Regions from separate parts of the Mus musculus genome. Here region 2 is linked to region 1. The links are chromatin contacts, called in public HiChIP or PLAC-seq maps. All regions are on one chromosome and are shown on one strand. The core of a region is the stretch at or near the end of the contact, and the rest is flanking DNA. Distances in the headings are between cores, read along the strand shown.

The links. HiChIP or PLAC-seq counts read pairs in DNA pulled down with a chosen protein or histone mark.
Region 2: a contact with region 1 is called in an H3K4me3 HiChIP or PLAC-seq map of bone marrow-derived macrophages, with 2.5 times the contacts expected there. The contact joins two enhancer-like sites. A contact is called at or near these places in 19 of 39 promoter capture datasets (the 3T3-L1 cell line, 3T3-L1-derived adipocytes, the C10 cell line and 11 more), 4 of 15 datasets of contacts at CTCF or cohesin (CD8 T cells, the NIH/3T3 cell line, large pre-B cells and 1 more), 106 of 484 Hi-C or Micro-C datasets (the AML12 cell line, B cells, the BV-2 cell line and 70 more), 39 of 115 datasets of contacts at active chromatin or transcription factors (CD4 T cells, CD4 single positive thymocytes, the HPC-7 cell line and 25 more) and 1 of 9 other capture datasets (embryonic stem cells).

The regions. Positions count from the first base shown.
Region 1 is chr13:48,543,911-48,547,555 of GRCm38.p6, reverse strand. No RefSeq gene overlaps it. Among named protein-coding and RNA genes, the nearest start is that of Mirlet7a-1, 7.5 kb to the right of the region's middle. Within about 2 kb of position 1,640, at least 414 of the 459 cell types and tissues checked have an H3K27ac peak or open chromatin away from gene starts, as enhancers often do. A contact at or near this core is called in bone marrow-derived macrophages, where this site is marked.
Region 2 is chr13:48,643,664-48,647,308 of GRCm38.p6, reverse strand. No RefSeq gene overlaps it. Among named protein-coding and RNA genes, the nearest start is that of Gm36606, 17 kb to the left of the region's middle. Within about 2 kb of position 2,093, at least 3 of the 459 cell types and tissues checked have an H3K27ac peak or open chromatin away from gene starts, as enhancers often do. A contact at or near this core is called in bone marrow-derived macrophages, where this site is marked.

The sequences.
Region 1 (3,645 bases), core at 391-2,890:
AAACCTACTGTGAGGAGTCCAGCTTTGTATGAAGAGTTGATGACATCGTGTGGTTTATAATCCTCTTTCTCACAGTATATCCTGAAGGTTGAAGCTCTTCCTCCCCATATCCTACCTATCCCACAAGGTTCACCACCCTCCTCTTCTTTTTGTTCACTTGTTCACTTTAGTCCCAAACTCTCCCATCTTCTAAACTCTCTTGTCATTTGCTTTGGACAGAGAATGTTAGGATGGCTTATAGTTGGAGTTTATAATATAAGCACTTTGCTGACGTGTACAGTGCCTTTTTCCCCTGGATGGATTGCAGATGAATGTTCATAGGGTTTTGTTGATGCTTGACTCTCTTGACTCTCTTTTTTAAACCGTGCAAACCTACTATCATTAAATAGTACCCCAACCCACCCACCAAAGAGCAGAGAGGTCTCCTAGTGCATGGAAAGTTCCAGTAAGAATGAAGAAATGCTTTTGCATTGATTTAAAAAAAAAGAATTCGTAAAGATTGCTTTGAAAAAGTTTTAGCACAAAAATTTCAATACATGGGAAAGAAAAAAAAAATAAAAGAGATAAAAGATACACCATAGGAGACCTAACTCCTTATGTGACAGATGGGTGAAGTGAGGTATGGAGTGGCCTTGGCGTCGAGCCCCGGAGCCCCCGAGAGGGAAGACTGAGTGAATCCAACATCTTGGGTACACGTGAAAACCGCCCCGAAAACTCTAGCACCTCCCGCCTCGCAGCCGGCAGAGCGGACGGAGGCCACGTGACACGACTTGTCCATCACCGCGGAGGGCGGGACTCAGAGGACGGTCCTCGCTATTCTCCCGGTCCTCCAGTAGGGAAAGAGGAGCCTGTCACGGTGGGCGGGCCAGACCCGCCTTCTCCGCGGCGGGGGCGGGCTCAGCCGTCACCCTCCAGTGGGGGTCCGGGTGAGCCCCGACCGGCTAAGGCGAGAGGGCGAGGCACACGTCCGTCAACAGCGTCCGCCAATAGGAATGCGCGCTGCCCGCAGCTCCCGCCCCCGCCTCGGATTCCCGGCGCGCGCGTAGCCTTCCCTCAGGCCGCCGAGGCGGCGCCCGCCCGCCCGCGCTTCCATCCGGGTTCTCGCGCGCTGCTCTCTCCCGGGCGCGGCGGTGGAGGGCCACGGTGGGGGGAAAGCCAGACCATTTCCCGTGGCGGCAGCGGGACGCCTTTATCCGCGAGCTTGAGGTGGGTACTGCGGGCGTGAAGGCGAGCGCGGGGACGTCGCCATTTTTCCCTCCTCCAGACTCAGCGGCGGCGGCAGCGGGCGACCAGGAGGGAAGACTTGGGGGCTGCCGCGCCGCACCCTGGGACCCGTGGGATGGCCTGGGCGCCTCGGGCAGGCGGGTGGCCCCGGGGCCGGTGGCCCACGGATGCCGTGGGCCTTGGGGCTCGGGCGGGGGAGGGGTGCCGCGTGGCCGCTGGCCTGCCCCAGCCCCCTCCGCTTCCCGCCCAGCTCCTCGGCGACCGGGCGGGGGAGGGGGGTCATTCTTCACATTCCTCACCTCGCCCCTCCCCCGCCGCTTCAATCAAACTTGCGGCGGACGGAAGTCCCGCCCTCTGGCTCGCGCCGGTTGGTCGGGGCTACCTCCCCGCTGTGGCGTGACTGGCTGCGGACGTAGCCGGGCCTCTATGACGTCACTTCCGCCGTCAGGTTTGTGGGCCGGGGAGACCTTGGCTTTGGTTGGGGGGGGTGGGATGGAGGAAGGTAGGAAGTGCGGGGGGCGGGGAGGGACGGGGCGGGGCGGGAAGGCGCTGGCAGGGAGGGAACGGAGAGCCAACGCTGGCTGCTTGCCCCTGCTCCGCTCGGCCAACTGCGGCCTGAGGGCCTGGAGCAGCTGCTGGGGCTGGAGGATCGCTGCGGCTGCCCGTCCTTGGCCAGGGGGAGGGGAGCGCGAGAGCGGGAGGAAACTGTATCCCAGGGGATGGGGTAGGAGATTTGCAGCTCGGTGGCACCGGAAACGAGACTGGCCTTTTGACTGGGGAGGCTGCAAACTCTTGGAAGCGGGTGGCCTCTCGGAGGCCGGCTAAGAAAACTTATCTCTCGGCGCGCTCTTTAGCGGAGGCAGGGTGGTAACCTTTATGCCCTTGGCCAGGACTGCCCTTCGGTGATCCCGCTTGTTAGTGCAGGGTCTGTGTCAGAAGTGATCGTCTGTGTTGTAGTTTTCAACTTTTTGTGTTAAAAGGATAATTATGAAAGGACAAGGGGGGGCGGAGAAAAACTTTAGAAACTTAGTTAAAATGGAAGACGATGACAGATTGCTTTTTTAACTGTTGAAAAATATTGGCAACCTGTTTTTGAAGTTTAAAACATTAGTGTTCTTGTTTTTGATTGCCTGATAATCTTGTGAAGAAAATTGAACAAGTAAACAATCTTTTTATAAGAAAAGTTAGTTTAGCCGGGCACGCCTTTAATCCCAGCACTTGGGAGGCAGAGGCAGGCGGATATCTGAGTTCTAGGCTAGCCTGGTCTACAAAGTGAGTATCAGGACAGCCAGGGCTACACAGAGAAACCCTGTCTCGAAAAAAGCCAAAAAAAGAAAAGTTAGTTTAATACAGATTTTTCAGCATTCTGGCCTTTCATTAGGTTCTGTCAGTTGAAGCAGTAATATTTGGGAAATTTGAAATTGTTAGTGTAACAAAAATACTAGTTGGAAATGTAAGAACTTTAATTAGAGAATAGAAATCTTCCAAATTAAGTCGGGTCTAAAAAGTGTTATCAAAATTGTGTAGATGGGGCGTGCATTTTACCCTATGGGTAATTTTATTGTAGAAATTGATAGTTTTGTAGACTTGAAGCAAGCTGTGCCCTCCCCCACTATAAATTGAAGTTGTGCTGATTTGAGACTTAGTAATTTTTCAAGCTGGAAAGGTAGAGGAATGCAAAACATGTGGCTATAAAGAAGGTGTTGGCACACAAGTTTAATCCCAGCACTCAGGAGGCAGAGGCAGGTGGATCTCAAGAGTTTTGAGGGCAGCCTGATCTACAGAGCAAGTTCCAGGACAGCCAGGACTGCACAGATAAAACCTGTTTCAAAAACAAACAAACAACAAAAAAAAGTACTTCAGTTCACAGAGTGAAGTATTAAAACAAATGGTCCTGCTGGAGTTGTTGCTCAGTGATAGAAAGCTTGTCAGACATGCCTGAATTGGTGGGTTGAGTTTCCAGTACTAATAAAATAAATGCTCATAATAATTTAATGTTAGTAAGTCTCATTTAGATTTCTTGAGGGTCCTGGGAAATGTCCCTAGTAAACCTCCTCCAGAACTAAGGAAACTAATTGGTTTAGAGAATAGCATCCTAAATATCAAGTTCCTTTTATTTCAGTAACTAATGTTACAGAACCAGTGTGAGTTGGTGACAATTGTGCAGATAGATAAGTGGTTGAAGGCACTTAGCATCATACCTGACAGTGACCCAAGTTTGAATCCTTGGGACTCACCCACATGGTGGGAGGAGAGAACTGACTCCAAGTTATCCTTCGATGTCCACATTTGTGCAGACATAATACAAAATAATTAAAAAAAAGAAGCCTTTTTAAAAATACTACAAAGCCAGAGCTGGAGGTGTAGCTCACTCAGTTGATAAAGAGTACTTGCCAGCCATGCCTCAAGCCCTGGGTTCCA
Region 2 (3,645 bases), core at 844-3,343, 99 kb before region 1:
CAGTGCGTGAAACAAATGTTTCTTAGGTTCAAACATGATTCCAAATTGAATCCAACTGTAGAGAAGATTTAACACTTTTCATGACCATTTGAATTTATCCCAAGAACACAAGATTGCTCTAATATTTTAAAAATATGTGTATTTATTCACCAGACTAATATGAATTTAAAAGGAGATTATCAAGTGTTTATTTCAAGGCATACAGAAGCAGTCTTTGACAAGGTTTAGCACCTGTCCATAATTTAAACAAACAAACAAACAAAACAAAGGCACAACTCTTCAATGGCTGGAAAGATGGCTCTGTGATAGAAAGTTGGACGCTCTTGGAGAGGACCTGAATTCATCCCCCAGCTCTCAGGCCCTACTACAGGCTGTAACTCCAACTCTCGGAGAATCTGATGCCCCCTTCTGGTCTCTGCAGGTTACTGCACTCAGGTGCGCATAAACCTGCAAAATTGCATAACTAAAAATAAAAATATTTTCTAAAAACTTCTCAAAACTATGACTAGAAGGAAAGCACTTTAATCCATTAAAGATCATTCAGAAAAACTGATTATCTAATTTAATAGATTAGTAATTAATAACAATAGATTAAATACTTCCTTGCGAAGATCAGACACATGTCAGTATCTGCCTTTTGCATTTGAATTTGAATGGCAGTGGAAGTTCCAGACAAAAGAGTAAAAGTGTCTGCAGCCCCCGTTCCAGACTCTGATTCTTTTGGTCTCTGTGGTACCAGGCATCGTGTGGCACACAGACACGCATGCAGCCGAAACACCGATACATATAAAAACAACTACAATTTTTAAAAGAAAAGCGAGTGAGAGACATATAGAATACAAAGAATTAAGCGAAAACATTTTATTCACAGACAGAGAAAACTCACAATTGACAAAGTATTTCCCTGAATTGATAAATGAGGTTAATTGGTGATTTCAGAACAGACTCAATAGAAATAAATCATCTTTAATAGCTAGCAATAAAAAAAAATCTAAAAGACGAAACAGAGCTGGTTTATAATAGCAGTAAAAATATGCAGTATTTAGGGGTAAATTTAACAAAATACACGCAGACCTGCATTCAGAATGCTAAAACTTTGCTGAGAGAAAACCTACAGACTGTAAATAAATGAAGCCATCTGGTGGGGTCATAAATCCAAAGCCTTGCTGTAGCCTGTGTGCACTCCCAGGGTTCCTACACAACACATAGTGGTCAACTGGACAGTATTGTGTGTGTGGATGCGCTGTAGGGGCTGATGAAGTCACGAGCAGACTCCTAATAAGAGGCCCTGAGAGAAGCTGGGTTTTCCTCTACCTTGGTTGTCTTTAGCTCTCCTGTCCCCTGTCCTCCAGAGGACAGGGCACTCAAGGTTTGATCTTGGAAGCAAGCGAGTAGCCTTGCTAAGCACCTCGTCCAGCAAGTCCTTGATCCTGGGCTTCCAGCCTCTGGAACTGTGGCAAGTGAATTCTGGCCTTTGCTTACAACCAGCCTCCAGTATTTTGTCTATTATAATGGTGTTAGTGGAGTGTCATTGGTTTCCTTCAAATAAGAATCTCAGCTGGGCGTGGTGGCACACGCCTTTAATCCCAGCACTCAGGAGGCAGAGGCAGGCGGATTTCTGAGTTCGAGGCCAGCCTGGTCTACAAAGTGAGTTCCAGGACAGCCAGGGTTATACAGAGAAACCCTGTCTCAAAAAACCAAAACCAAAAACAACAACAACAACAACAACAAAAATCTCAGCAGGCTTTAGGTAGAAAGTTGAAAGCTGATTCTATTGTTTATAGTGAGGCAAAAATAGGAAAAACTATTTTGAAGAAACAAGTTTTACTTAATTTAAGAGTTGTCTTATAGTCCTAATAGTAGCTGGGCTTGGTAGTGCAGGCGATTGATTCCAGCACTCAGGAGGCAGAGGCAGGCTGATCTCTATGATTTTGACAACAGCTTGGTCTACATAGCAACTTCTGGGCTGCATAATTAGACCTTGTCTGAAAAAACGAAATCCCTATAGTAGCAAGTGTGGGTTAGCATAGGGACAGACCTATGAAATCAGCAGAACACAGTAGTACACATAGTGACTCAATGAGGGGAAGGGAGTTCTTGCCAGTAAGTCATTCCATATGCAAGAGCTAGAAACAGGAACAATCTCCCGAGCTGGAGGGACATATGCTCTGTAAGCGTTTTATGCTTTGCAGGCCAAAACAACTCTGTTGGAGGTACTCAGTACTCTATCAGAGGTACTCAGCTCAGACTCCAAAGCACTAGAACAGCTAACAATACTGCACACTTAACCAATGTGGTTGTGTCCCACACGTGCCTGGCTTACAAAAATCACATAGAGTTCTAATACAGCTTTGTGTCCCAAGCCATGGGCTGGAAGGAAGCAAAGGAAAAAAAAATCTGAGTTTGGGTTAGATTTCTTTGATGGTTTCTTCAGGTCATTTAAAATAGTCTATCATAAAGGAAAATAATGATACATTGTCACTGAAATAAAAACCTTTGCTTTGGCTCAGGAGAGGTGGTGGTGCACACCTTTAATCCCAGGACTCAGGAGGCAGAGGCAGTCAGATCTCTGTGAGTTCGAGGCCAGCCTGGTCTACAGAGCTAGTTCAAGGACAGTCAAAGCTACACAGAGAAACTCTGTCTGGAAAAACCCAATGCATTCAGCAAACCATTCCATTTTTCAATTAGCAGAACTGTTTCTGTGGCAACATTGTAGGGATCAATGATCAGGGATCAATGTTGGTAGATTGCTTCTCCCTCCTCCTCTCCCTCCTCCTCTTCCTCCTCTTCTTTTCCTTTTCTGTTGGAAGATTAAGTGCTCAATAGGCGCACTTACCATATTAGACTTGGCCAAAGGAAGTCTAAGTTTCTGAGCCCATCATGGCACCATGATGTCACCATGGCAACTTTGTTTATACATCTATTGGATCAACACTGAAGTGGCCTGGGAAAGGGGCTGTAGGACACCTTGATGCAGAGCCTCCTCTGTGGTGACTATCCTTTGTAGTCATTCACAGAGCACAGACACAGACCTTTGAATTCTGTGGCAACTCAGAGTAGCCTGTCTCCATACTACTCCATCATTTTAGCTACCAGCAGCCCTCCAGTCCGGTTCCTTCCAAGTGCCTGACCACCCAGCCTACTATGAGATTTTTATGGCTGTCTTTTACGGTCAGTTAGAATGGGGGCTATAGTGCTGTAGCTATTCACTTATGAACAGTAAAGCCAAACAGGCTCTAATTCTCCCTCGGTAACTCAATTGTAAGGAGCAGTAATGAAAGACCCAAAGGCTTATACTGAGGGGGAGAAGACAGCAGAACGGCAGTTGGTGTTGATGAAGCCTCAGTCACTTGTTTAAGCAACTTCACCTTCCAAGGCTACCAGACTGGCTTCTTATACAGCATTAGCAGTTGTGATACTTTTTTGTTTGTTTTCCAAGGCAGGGTTTCTCTATGTAGCCCTGGCTGTCCTGGAACTCACTCTGTAGACCAGCCCTTGAACTCAGAGATCTGTCTGTCTCTACCTCCTGAGTGCTGGAATTAAAGGTGTGTGCTACCACCACCTGGCTGTGATGGCTAGTTTTAATTGCCAACTTGCCAGCACCTAGAATCACTTGGGAAGAGATCCTCACTGGGAGATCAGGCC